3 separate regions of the Mus musculus genome follow, and all the other regions are linked to region 3. Evidence: chromatin contacts called from public Hi-C data. All regions are on one chromosome and are shown on one strand. Each heading gives the region's core, a stretch centred on a gene start, on an enhancer-like site or on the middle of the called end of the contact. The rest is flanking DNA. Distances are from core to core; before and after follow the strand shown.

What was found. Hi-C and Micro-C count contacts between places; a contact is called where the count stands out from the background.
Region 1: a contact with region 3 is called in a Hi-C map of cerebral cortex, with 2.0 times the contacts expected there. The contact joins two enhancer-like sites. A contact is called at or near these places in 1 of 484 Hi-C or Micro-C datasets (cerebral cortex) and 2 of 115 datasets of contacts at active chromatin or transcription factors (astrocytes and embryonic stem cells).
Region 2: a contact with region 3 is called in a Hi-C map of cerebral cortex, with 14 times the contacts expected there. The contact joins two enhancer-like sites. A contact is called at or near these places in 13 of 484 Hi-C or Micro-C datasets (the AML12 cell line, the G1E-ER4 cell line, the N1E-115 cell line and 8 more) and 4 of 115 datasets of contacts at active chromatin or transcription factors (astrocytes, embryonic midbrain, embryonic stem cells and 1 more).

Annotation. Positions count from the first base shown.
Region 1 is chr13:37,423,554-37,427,475 of GRCm38.p6, reverse strand. The region is part of intron 1 of Gm4035 (predicted gene 4035); the gene reads left to right. Among named protein-coding and RNA genes, the nearest start is that of Gm4035, 9.6 kb to the left of the region's middle. Within about 2 kb of position 2,330, at least 9 of the 459 cell types and tissues checked have an H3K27ac peak or open chromatin away from gene starts, as enhancers often do. A contact at or near this core is called in cerebral cortex, where this site is marked.
Region 2 is chr13:36,017,513-36,021,662 of GRCm38.p6, reverse strand. All of the region lies in intron 2 of Lyrm4 (LYR motif containing 4), which reads left to right. Among named protein-coding and RNA genes, the nearest start is that of Ppp1r3g, 52 kb to the right of the region's middle. Within about 2 kb of position 1,927, at least 43 of the 459 cell types and tissues checked have an H3K27ac peak or open chromatin away from gene starts, as enhancers often do. A contact at or near this core is called in cerebral cortex and cortical neurons, where this site is marked.
Region 3 is chr13:36,576,051-36,580,448 of GRCm38.p6, reverse strand. No RefSeq gene overlaps it. Among named protein-coding and RNA genes, the nearest start is that of Gm46409, 35 kb to the left of the region's middle. Within about 2 kb of position 2,283, at least 187 of the 459 cell types and tissues checked have an H3K27ac peak or open chromatin away from gene starts, as enhancers often do. A contact at or near this core is called in cerebral cortex and cortical neurons, where this site is marked.

The DNA.
Region 1 (3,922 bases), core at 1,081-3,580, 850 kb before region 3:
AAGGGGCCCTCCCTCTTTGATCACTAATTGAGAAAATGCCTTACAGGTGGATCTCATGGAGGCATTTCCTCAAGGAAGGCTCCTTTCTCTGTGATAACTCCAGCTTGGGTCAAGTTGACACAAAATCAGTCAGTACAGTTATACTGTAAGTCAGCAGAGGACTGACAGGTAAGCCAGCCTAGCCATCCGGGACACACTGCCTCCCAAACAAACACACAAGAAGTGAGTTAGCTGCTACTTTCAGGGCTATACCAAGAGCGCCAGAGTGGAGACACCTCCTTCAACACAGGCTTACCTAGTCTCCATGCTTTCTCAAAACCATGACTCTGTTAGGAGTATACCTTCTGCAGCCACCAGATTCTAGCTTCCGTCTTAGTTAATGGGTAATTTATTTAACCTCTTCCAACCTTACCTTTAGAACAGGCTTTTAAGTGGAGATGTTTTTCTTTTCACAGGGCAATGGTGGCTTCTACATTATAACTTAAGAGAAAGCACCTAGCCTAGTGCCCTTAAAAGCAAACTGGGGACAAGTATTTTAGGATGGAATAAAAGAAATTAAGAGCTGGGGTGAACTCAGGGCAGACGCTCTCAACGTAGGAAGTATTTTACAGTGTTATCACATCCAGTGTTCGCGGGTCCTGGAGTATTTCATTTGAACCAATTCATTTGTTTACATTGTGTCGGAGACCTAGAGAAGGGGTGGGGCTTTCTCACTATTCCAAAGCTCAACTTCTCCAGTAAAGGATACCTACCCACCTGCCTGTTCCATCGAGAGCCTTATGTCTGTGCCCAGCCTCAGTTAAAGGGACCGTTACTCTTGTAAAGAATAAATCGTTCTGAGAAAAATTTAGAGAACCTGTTTGCACAATTACTTTTATTATTATAGCGTCAATGTCTGTCAACATTTCAGGATCAAAAACATTGGAGACTGATACAATAGCAGACACTTTGTTAAAAAAGAAATGGATGAGAATCGGGAAAGTCATGCCAAGTGAAAGGGGCCCATTTCCATTTCTTGGCCTCCAAGGAAAATAAATGCAGATCAAACTTGATTTTACTTAAGAAAATTAATGCAAACATTTTAGCTATAATATTTTACATTAAGATCAGACTGAGCACCAGGACCTCAATGGAGGAGTTAGGGGGAGGACTGAAGGAGCTGAACGGGTTTGCAACCACATAGGAAGAACCACACTATCAACCAACCAGACCTCCAGAGCTCCCAGGGACTAAACCTCCAACCAAAGAGTACACATGGAGGGACCCATGCCTCCAGCCGCATAGGTAACAGAGGGTGGCCTTGTCAGACATCAATGGGAGGGGAGGCTCTTGGTCCTGTGGAGGCTTGCTGCCTCAGCATAGAGGAATGCTCTAGGGCAGTGAGGCAGGAGTGGGTGGGTGGATGGGTGGGGGAGCATCCTCATATAAACAAGGAGGGCAAGGGGAGGATGGGATAAGAGTTTTTTTTGGAGAGGAAACCAGGAAGAGGTGGGGATAACATTTGAAATGTAAATAAATAAAATAATCAATAAAAAGATATAATATGTAGGACAAAAAATGTTTCGTTGTAACTTTTTCAGTGTTCTCTGGTATTAACACAATCACAGCGTTGTGTGACTGTCACTGCTGGGCATCCCCAGAACTCTTTCATCTCTGCACATTTGTCTTTCAAGGCTTTTAGGGTTGATCTACTGTGTGTGACACACAAGCATGCTTTTGCTAAGCCAAATCACCTTGGGCAAGCACAAGGCAGCCTCAAATTAGGCCTTTGTTTATGGCAGTCCCTTGTGACCTGTGCCACTGAGCATAGAGGTCACACAGTATGGAGCTCTGCCCCTCCACGTCCCTGAAAGCCTATGAGAACCAGAACTCTTCCTTTGTCCCTTCAGGACCCCATTGTTCTGTCCTGGGCGTGGTGCTCTATTGCTTCTCATGCTCTTCCACCCTAAGGCTTGCCACTGGGTATCTCTGGTCTGAGCTTTCGCATAGATTGACTAAGGCATACAAAGTCAAGGCTACCTATCTCCTTTCTTTTCTTTTTCCTTCCTTCCTTGTTTCCTTAGCACAGAAAGTCTAGGGAACGATGATACTTTGTTGCTAACAAATGCTCGTTATAAATAGTATCTACAATGCTCTCCAAAATTTTCCATTCTTGTCATATCCTTAAAATCAAATACTTGGTACATTATTCCAAATTTGTGGTTTCCTTTTCCACCCCATGGATTAGATTTGGAGCACGATACCTGGATAGGCCATAGGACCTGGGGGTGTGCTTTGGCTCAGAGTGGCACAAATCCTAGGATAGGAGGCTTAATGTCAGGAGGGGGAGGAGGGACTCTGTAACAGGAGTCCGTCTGTCTTTGAGCGGAGGGAAGCGCAGCGCCATGGGGACAGTGTGGGTGTTTCAAGTGGACTTCCAGATGGCAGTAGGGGAGAGAAAGAGGAGCTGGGGGAGCGGATGGGGGAAAGTGGGGTCCCCATTCTGCTGGGGATCCTGTTCACCAGGTATGGTGAGATCTGATGTGCTTGTGGTCTGTGGTTGCTAAGAAGATGCTTGAACAAGTGACCTTTTAAGAGTCCCAGGCCTGTGTGTGTCATGGAATGTCTTCAGGCACTCTTTCCAATTTCTACCTTTGCTATCGCTAGGACCCTATTGCCATTGTGACAGTGATTCTTTCCTAGTCTGCCCTTTCGCAACCTCTTCCCCAGGCTGCCGTTTAAGGTCTTGAATCTCCTTGAAGGCCAAGGTTCATCACCCGTGTCTTGGGAGCAACAAGACGCCCATGCTCACGTTTGGCTTATCCCCTCTCTTTTTTGTGTGACCTTCACGCTCAGGTTCATGGAACAAGCCTTGCTCTCCTATCAACGGGTCCCCCATAGAATGCTGCAGGGGCCTTAGCATCTCGCCATGACAACTGGGAAAGCCCAGGTTTTGTTCTTCAGCCTGGTACAGGGAAGATATAGTGGTTGGAACGGCTCTGACGGCTGCAGACGCGTGAGGCTGCTTGTTCATATCATGGTTGATCAGGAAGCAAAACTAGGGTAAAAAGTAGGGGCAGCAAATGCTCAAGGCATACCCACCAGTGACCTAGCTCCTCCCTCCAAGGACTGCCCCACGCCTTAACCTTTACGGGCTGGAGACCATGTGTTCAAGCCCGCGAGGCTGGATTGATACATAACTCTTTTTTCTGAAGATCAGAGAGACCAAGATACTGAAGTAAAGAACTCACTTCCTTGTCATCCAGAGACAACCAGATCATAAAGGGGAAAAGGTGATTATTTTTGACTCAATTTGGGCATTTTAGTTCATGATGAATGGTTTGAGTTGCTTTGGGCCTTTGGCGAGGAGCGCATGGTGGTGGGAGTAAATGCTAGTGTAAATCCACTGAAATTCATCAGCTGTAAAGGCAAAAGGGAGACAGCAGCTTAGAGCTCACGATCCCCCAAGCCCTTCCCCCAATGACCTAAAGACCCCCACTGCTAGGTTCTGCCTCTTAAAATCTCTACCATACCTCTCAATAGCATTAAGAACACAAAAGAACTGTATAAAAACACATTGGTCCTTGAGGGACACACATGTACCAAACTGTAGCACATATTAAGGGAAAGTTATTTTAGTGAGGAAAAATAGTTACATAGATAACATTTGAAAGCAGTAGAAAGTTCCTTTCAGTTCCAAACTTAACAACTACAAATACATGTAGAGTAGAGGGAAAATAACTCTATTTTTTAAACTCCCATAATGCTCTGCCTGCGTGATCTAGTGATGGGGAGTGTAGACAGAGGCACTGGCCTTGCTGACTGGGAAAGCCAGTTGGTTTGCATCTGAGCCATAGTGCCCCAGCTGACAGGCCGACAGGCCATCCATGATATAATGAGGCTAAGAACCTTGGCCACTTCTCAGCAGCTATTTCTGGCTGTT
Region 2 (4,150 bases), core at 678-3,177, 560 kb after region 3:
TCATCAACAGCATCATGTGCCAGAGTGGGTCCATTGCAGGGGCTCCAGGACCTGGGCGCAGTACACACAGCAGGTATTTGCTGGTGGCAGTAGTGGAGCATGCAGTTGACTGTGGATCCTGTCACCCTGGACAAGACCTCAGCATTTCAGTTTTCACTGATAAAAATGAAGAGCACAGTGTCTCTTTTAGAGGATTTTTGCATGATAAATACTATACCTGGCACAGGCTATGTTTCCAGTAAAGTCTAACCCTAAGGACAGGACATAATCAAGGCAGCCTCAGCAGTGTCTGGCATTTGCTTACTAGGACTGAAGAGGGCGAGGATGCTACCACTGTGCCATTAAACTAGCAAGCAGTAAGTGATACAGGCGTGTGTGAGACGTCCTATGCTCTAGCCCAGGGAGGTGGGTAGAATACAGTGTTGGAAACACATACGCAGTAAGAGGGAATTAAAATATTTCAGTCACTGAAGTGATAATACAAAATGTATATGTTAGAGAGATTACGGTACCAAGAAAATGTAATTGTAGAGAGTTGATAATGGAGGCATAATTTCCAGGTAGAGGACCAGCCAGAGCTCTGAGTGCTGGCGGAAGGGATGATGGCCAAGGAAAGGGTGGGGGTAGGGATCATGTACATGCTGATTACGTCAGAGGTCAAGAGGGAGCTCGGGTCAGGCAGTCAATACCATGAGAGCATTGGTAATGAAGCCATGGGGATAAATGAGACCATAGCTAGTCTCATTTATTTTTATGATTATTAATAAATAATATTTAGTAAAGGCATTGGTGAGTTTCTGGTGTTCTGTAGCATTTCCTATTAGTATGCATAAGGAATGTTGGCATGAAATGAATTTTCTGCTCCTTCACAGCAATCTCTCCTGTGATTTCTTCCCCCACCTATTGCTTTTCCTGTAGATGAAGCTTTTTTTAAAAACTCTGTGGACAAGAAAGTGTTCGCTGTCACTGAGAAATACCACGGCTATCACCCTCCCTGTCACAGTGATGAAGAGCACTGGCAGGAATTAGGAAGACTCTGGGTCTTAGTTCTCACCGTTTCAGTTCTGACTCCTTGGTATATCCATGGTATATGCCATGGAATATCAAGGCATTTCATAGTCCTCAGCTTCCTCTTCTACAAAATGAGGCTAACGGGGTCGACTGTGTAGAACAGCTGTACAACCCACCTGCAGTGATGCAGTAAGAATGGTTGGCGTTCACCTGGCCTACAGAAAATGGTCAGATGTGAGCTCTTAACACTGATAGCGATAACTGCATTGTCTTTCCTCTGTGTGTGTGTGTGTGTATGTGTGTGTAATGAAATGTCATGTAAATGAAAAGCGCTTAACTATCAGTTAGCCACATGTTTGAAATAGCAGGTTGGTGTTTCCCACAGGGATGTACCTGGTCTGCCCTGATTATAGATGCTGTCTCCCTGCCAGAAAAGAGAGCCTGACTTTCTGCCTCTCGTTGTTCTAAATAAGACATTTTCCTTCTCTGGGAGCCTTTCCCTGGAGCTGAGGCACGGCATTGGCCTTGTGGCCTGCACTAGCACTGTGACCACCACACAATCACATCATGCCAGGCACCAGGCTGACTGGTACACACCAGCGCCCAGGCAGATCCCTGCTCCTGCATTTACATAGCTCTAACTCTGTTGTTTGGAACAATTCGATTTCCCAGCTCCTGTGGCTGTGGGTAGCTGGGGTTCTCTGGAAAAGATGGAGAAAATCATGAAGTAGTTTATTTGGCATGAGTCTCCAAAACATAACCACTTTTCCTTGTGGAAACTGAGTCAGGCATTTCCTCTCCCAAGGCTAGGGTGTGACGTGTGCTGAGAAGGAAACAACCGGCTATGCCTCAAGGAAATGCCTGACAGGCATTTGCTTTCCTCGCACGTCCTCCCTCAGTGGGTAAGCTGCTCTGAGGATGCGGTCACATCAAATCTCTCTCCCTGCTCTAAGCATTTCTTTTTCTGGGGTGTGGAGCAGCTCTTCAGGGAAGAAAAGCAATTTGATGTCAGGGGCTCCTTTGAGCCTTGGGAATTAGGCCTCAGAACCTTGGAATTGGAGCTCAGCTGCTGCTAGAAAATACACTGTGAATGTTTTATTCAGTAATGCATATATAACATTGAGCAGAATCCAAATACATAAATCACTTATACAATAGCTGTTAAGAGCTACCTGCCAGCATTTCAGAACGCACTGCTGGACTCACTTCCAAGGTCCTTTACTGCCATCTGCTGGCCAAAAGTTTGTTTTATGTTGGTGAATTCTTTAGTAATTCTTCATAAATCAGGATTTTCTGAGGCAAAAATTTCCCCCAATAAATGGACAACTGCCTTGTTTTTTGTTTTTTAAGATTGCAGACACCATAGCACTCTAGAAGTATGACAGAGGCAGTTTCTCCTTTCTGGCTTGATTCTCACTGTGTGCTTTTCTGAGCCGCCTAGACCAAGGCCCCATCAGCCTGCATCTCAAGATCAAAGCTATGCTCAAAGTATCTTTAAAATGGGTCCTGCTGTTGTTACAGTCAGCCTTTCAATAATGTTGGCCTACTACCACCAATATATTACATCAATGAGATCAGAATCCTGAACATCACCAGCAAAACCTACTTAAACCAGCCCCCAAAAGTCTGCTTGAAGTGTAAGTTCTAGACCCTTCAGTGTAGGCACTGAAGGCCTTAGTGCACTAACAGATGTCTTTTGAGTCTCTTGAAGTCTGTCAGTGTGAACATGAAGTGGGAACATGCTGGTCTTTTCTGCCCTGAAACAATGCGTGGGGCATCTCAGCTCCTTGGAGGTCCATGAAATGCTGAGCAGGAAATACCTAGAATGAGTAGACCATGGTGAACCATGCAGAACAGGATCAGGGGGTGCTGTAGAAGATAGCACTGACCTGCAGACTGTGAGATATGGGGGCTGGGGAGGGCAAGATGCCTAGGGACTCTATAGTGAATAAAGACTGTGTAAAACAGAAGATGACTGAACTGCTATTGTGTAGTATACCCTTAAAATCTGGGTGTGGCTATAGTCCCAAAGAGGTGTAACACTATCTTTTGATACAAAGAATGTTATTTTTCAAATTTAAAGGAGAAAACGTTTAAACGTGGCTTTTTATTTTCTCCATAAACAGTTGAAGAAAGTGTGGAATGGAAGAGTAGTAGAAGTTAAAATAACAAATGTAAGGTAGACTCTTATCTCAAGGATCGTGAATACCCATTATTGTTGTATAATAAACAACCTGTCTGATGGTGGATTGCAGTAAGAATCTTCATTTTATACCATACTCTACTTCTCCAGGTCAGAAATCCAAACATGGCTGAAATACAAATACAATGATCAGGGACCCAAAAGCTGAGCCCCAAGTCCTCTTATTCAATTGTCAGACAACTGGTGCTGGCTGGCAGCTGGGGGCCAGGCCAGGGATTTCAGCCAGACCACAAGTGGGAGCTCTCCCTGTAGCCTGGGATTCCTCATAGCATGGCAGCTTCCCAGGTCTAGAATTCTAAGAATGAGCCAGGCAGAAGTCACATTACTTCTAGTGCCGTGCAATATTTCTTCTGCTGTCGTTGGGGTGTAAGGGTCAGAGTCACAGAACCTTCCAGGCACAGTAATAGTGTCTCCATGAAGATTTAAGTCACACTGGAAGAGGGACATTCAGGGCACAAGTCTGTCCTTGGAAACAACCACCGACAAGGTTTGTTTTGCACATTACTGTAGGTTCCTTGCACACACAGATAACCTCACAGAATATGCCAGAGGCCCTTGGTGGCCTCAAACCCATTTTCAGTGGGTGATTGGTTGGGCCAGTGGGCCAGCTTTTGTTCCAAATCCCCCTCCAGTTTGCAGTCAGACAAGGTCCAAGGCTCTGTTGGTCTGACCTTCTTCATCCTGAAAAGAGAAAGACTGGGACCCACCATGAAACTCATGGTAAAGGCACTTACCAGCAAGCCTGAAAACCTAAGATGGATGCCTGGAATTCACAGGATAACAGAAAGGGACAACTTGGGCAAATTGTCTCTTGACCTCTATGCATGCTTCATAGCACACATGTACATGCACACACATAAAATAGATAAATGTGATTGGAAAAGAGAGTGGGCTGTGGAGCACAGTGGTAGGTCACATGCCTGTCAGTCAAGCTCA
Region 3 (4,398 bases), core at 1,034-3,533:
GACATGGTGGTGACTTTATAGCTGCATACATGGAATCACAGATGAAACCCTTTCAGCTAACTGTTCACAGGGTATACGTTCTAAGGTCCCCAAGACCACAAGGCTGCAAACATTTAAGGCAGAATTACATACAAATGACTAGGAGGTGCAGGAGGGAGAGACTGGAATCTCTAACCCTTTCTTCCACAGAGAATGCCAATAGTCAACAGGCTGGATCTTGAGGGTCTCCTGTAAGCAGTCAAAGCTGCTCTGATGAGGGGACAGCTGTTATGTTAGGAGTCAGAGCACTGCAAACATGATGCACCTGGATGCAAAGGCCATACGGTGACTTATTCTATATGCTAACTAACAAAATGAATGAGAAAGAAGACAGACTAAGACCTCAGTTTTCCCCGCCAGTCTATGTCTCACACACACACACACACACACACACACACACACACACACACACACAAGCACATGCACATGCTTGCATGGTCCCCCAGCATGGATAGATCTCAAACCTAAGCCCTTTGGCATAGCATGAAAACCTATGCAGTTGCCAAAGATGGATAAACGGCTCCTGTCATGCAGTCTAGACACAAACACCACGGCAATGACTGAGCTTGTGTCAGTATTGTATCTGGGTATCTAGGGCCATACAGAGTGCCACTGGCTAGTACAGCTTAGACAACAGAAATATTTTCCTCCTTTGCAGAGGACTAGAAGTCAAGAGGCCAGAGCAGAGCCAGTTGGTTTCTCAGAGACCTCTCCCATCAGCTAGCTGACTCTGCCCATGTAACACACCTAACCACCCCACCTCCATTCCATTCCATTCCATCCCACCCCACCCCACCCCACCCCCCACACACCCCAGTGCTGCTGTGTGTCTCTAGGTCTCCTGACAGATTTGTTGAAATAGTCACATTCTGGGATCCTGAGGGTCAGAGGGAATATGATTCAGCTATGGTGTTTCCCTCACGTTCAATTAAGATAATTCTGTAGTGTTTCTCCCTCCACAGGGTAAATGAGTGGGCCTAGTCCAGTCAGTTGGGACCATTAAAAAATGCAGGGAAACCCTGCCTGCCAACTCCTGAGTAGTTCCATTAACCCTTCGCTGAGTACACAGATTTCAGAAGTGCCAGCCCCACAATAACATAACTAGTTCCCTGTGGCAAACAGACACACACACACACACACACACACACACACACACACTCGTTTTCCCTGACTTTATTTTTGTTGTGATTTGGCGAGGGGGGGCGGGGGAGGCGGTAACAAGGTCTCATTTTGTTGGTCTTGAACCCACAGCAGTCCTCCTGACTCAGCCTCTGGAAGGCTGGGATTATAGCAGACATCTGCCAGAAAGCCCTTGGCTGCCAAGTTAGTCTTATCTAGTAACGAGGGAACTGGGAATGCAGCCCTCATTCCAGAAACAATATGCCCAGCACAATTCAGAGATGGTGGTTAAAGTAACGCTAAAAAGCGGACAGGAAACGCACCCAGCCACAACACAACGATGGGCGCAGGGACCAAGTCCTGCCGCTCTGCAGTCCTTGGAAGTCCTGGGCTCTGCAGGCCGCCTCCCCAATGCAGAGAAGCCCAGCGCCACGCGTCCCCGCAGCCTCCACTGGTGAGCGCGGACTCCGCTGCCATCCTGCGGCTGTCTAAGGCTCGCTGGGCCGCGCGCAAATACCCAGAGCTCCCGGCTGGAGGCCAGGGGCGCGCGCCGGGCATCTTGGGGCGCGCACACAGAGCTGCCCGCACGGACTCCGCACCGCGTGGAGGGGCGGGAAGCCGCATCTCCTCAGGGCAGGCCGGCCAATGGGCGGTCTCGCTGATGCTGTAATGCTCCAACTCTGCCTTTCATTGGCCAGCTCTTCTCTGGGCTCTAACTAGTTAGTTTTTGGTTTTGAAGGTATTTTTTTGTTTGTTTGGTTTGGTTTGTTTGTTTTCTCTCCAGAAATTCAAATAAGAGGAGACAAAATCCAAAGCAAAACCGGGAGTCCCTGAGCCCTGATCTTGGGGACATAAGGAGACACCTCTACAGAGCCTTCTTGGCCTGACAAGGCCCAGGTATCTGCCAGGCTTTAAGGTCAGCAGACATAGAGTGGTTGTTGTTCATGTTTCTTACTGCCTGATGGGTCAGAGCCAAGGGTACTGGGACAGACTGGCAAGAGGGACGCACAGATTTGCAGGGAGCTGTGAGTGCCAAACTTGGCTGATCTCTGAACCGTTTATTGCCAGAGTGTATCATAGACCCAGTGTCCCATGGATCACACTCTAGAGAATGCTCTCGGAAGGACTGGGCTCTGCAGTCCTCAGTTCTCAGTTCAGCCGTGTAGGCCTTCAGACCAGGTTTCCCAGGCACCCCTATGTCAGAGCATAACCTGACTGTGACATAACCAAGCTGCCGTTTGTTTACCCACTCCCCAAACCCTACTTAACTGCAGGTTGGCCTTTAAACCATTACCGGTGCCTCCCATCCTCCTCTTTGCACCAGGTTTCTGGCTCAGGTGGTCAGATTCCAGCCAGCCAAGCTTTCAGAACCAGAGATGACAGGTCCTGGACACAATTCTGCCCAAAGTGACCCCTGGGAGGACCAAGAGACAGAGAAATAAGCGAGTGTGCTTGGTAGAGGACTCAAGTGATGCCAACTATGGTGACATCTCTTAAAAAGGGAATGACAGTCTGTTGAGAGGATCAAAGTAAAAGAGGAGACTTGACAGCAGTGAGGACGAGGCTGGAAGTACAAAGGCCAAGGCAGTGTGGGCTTGTTAAAGTAGCCATTGCCCAGGGAGGGGTCTGGGGATGCCTCTCATCCCAGGGCATTGCTCTGGGCTCTGAAAGTCAAACTCAGTCTCTTGGGAAGGAAATGAGTGTCCTCAGCCTTGGTCAGCATACATCCTGGCTACAGCCAGTTCTTGCTCCGTGCCCCCCTATGCCCACACTCACACCCCAGATGCAGCTTCCACCACCTCCCCACCCCCACCCCAGATGTGGCTTCCACACTCTGCTTGCAACCATTCAGGGAGCATTGTTTAGGCCAGTACCATATAACCAGAAGTCAGCAAGACCTTTAGAACCAAGCAGGAAGATGCAGCTTGCACGGGAGTGGGGCAGGGGTGTCCTTGAGGCTGGGCCACACAGGGCTAGAATGGCGAGAAGAGTCTAGAGGACAAGATGAAGCAGAGACAAGATGAAAGAGAAGGAGCATTCCTTGATGCGGTCCCAGTACCTTTGGGTATTAGGAGCCCTTCATTCTGGTCCCAGCTCCCCTATTTTTACTGGGGTGACCTTGGGCCAGTCATCTCAGCTGTGGCCTAGTTTCTTTACTTATAAAACAGTAGGGGAGGGGCTAAAATGGTTAAAGGCCCCTCCTCTTCAGCCTCAGTAGCATCCTCTTTTGGGGGAGGTCCTCTTAGCTACTACAGCTGGCACCACTGTTGAGAGGCTGGGCAGATGGCTGCAGATGACACAGTCATGCTCAGGGGTGGGGTGGGAGTGCTGACACCCAGGGATGACTCAAAGATGGTGCAGCACGAAGCCCTCTCCCTCTTCATCTTTGCATATACTGCTCGCTGAGACCCCAGGACCCAGTGACTAATGTGACTGTCTCCTTGAACGGCATCGGATGGTCCAGCAGCAGCCTCTGCAGGCTCCACCTCTCTCTCTCTCTCTCTCTCTCTCTCTCTCTCTCTCTCTCTCTCTCTCTCTCTGCTGGCAGCAGGCAGCAGAATTTAGAAGGAAAAAAAAAAAAAAACCAAACTCCTGCTTTCAGGAAGGTGAAGTCAGACTCCTGAGCCAGGACAGGAGGCCAGCGACAGAGAGGTAATTTTCCCAGAAGCAGGGAAAGGGGGTTGTGCCAAGGAAGCCCTGCTGTTCCTCCACCCCACAGACTCCAAGGAGAAGCAAGTCCCTTGCTCCCATCTGATGGCATACCCTATTTTGCAGCTGTTATCTGTGTTTAGCTAAGAATCCTTTCTTTAGAAAGAAGTCTGATGTAAAAGCAAAAACAAGACATTGTTCAATAACTATTTCTTGAAGTAAATGTGTCAAGTGCAATGGTAAGAACCAGGTACAAGTGGGTGGTCCAGACAGACCCAGCCTCTGCTTCACAGACTTTGGTTCAGGCGGGGGAGGTCTTTTGCAAGCTAGCAAATAGCTAATGAACTTTTATGATCCAGACAATGAAGAAGAAGGTGCCTCTGAAGATGCCCTTTGCTTTGCATGATCAGGGAGGCGGTTTCAGGCCAGGTAGGGATATTCCTGCTTTTAGATGGACCCCTTCAGCATGAACCTTGGGTATGTGGACAGATTGGATCCCGGAGAAAAGCACCTAGGAGAGATGAGCAGCCAGTACAGGTAGATGACTAAGTGACAGAGAGCTTGCTTACTGTAGGTGGGGACCTGGACTCA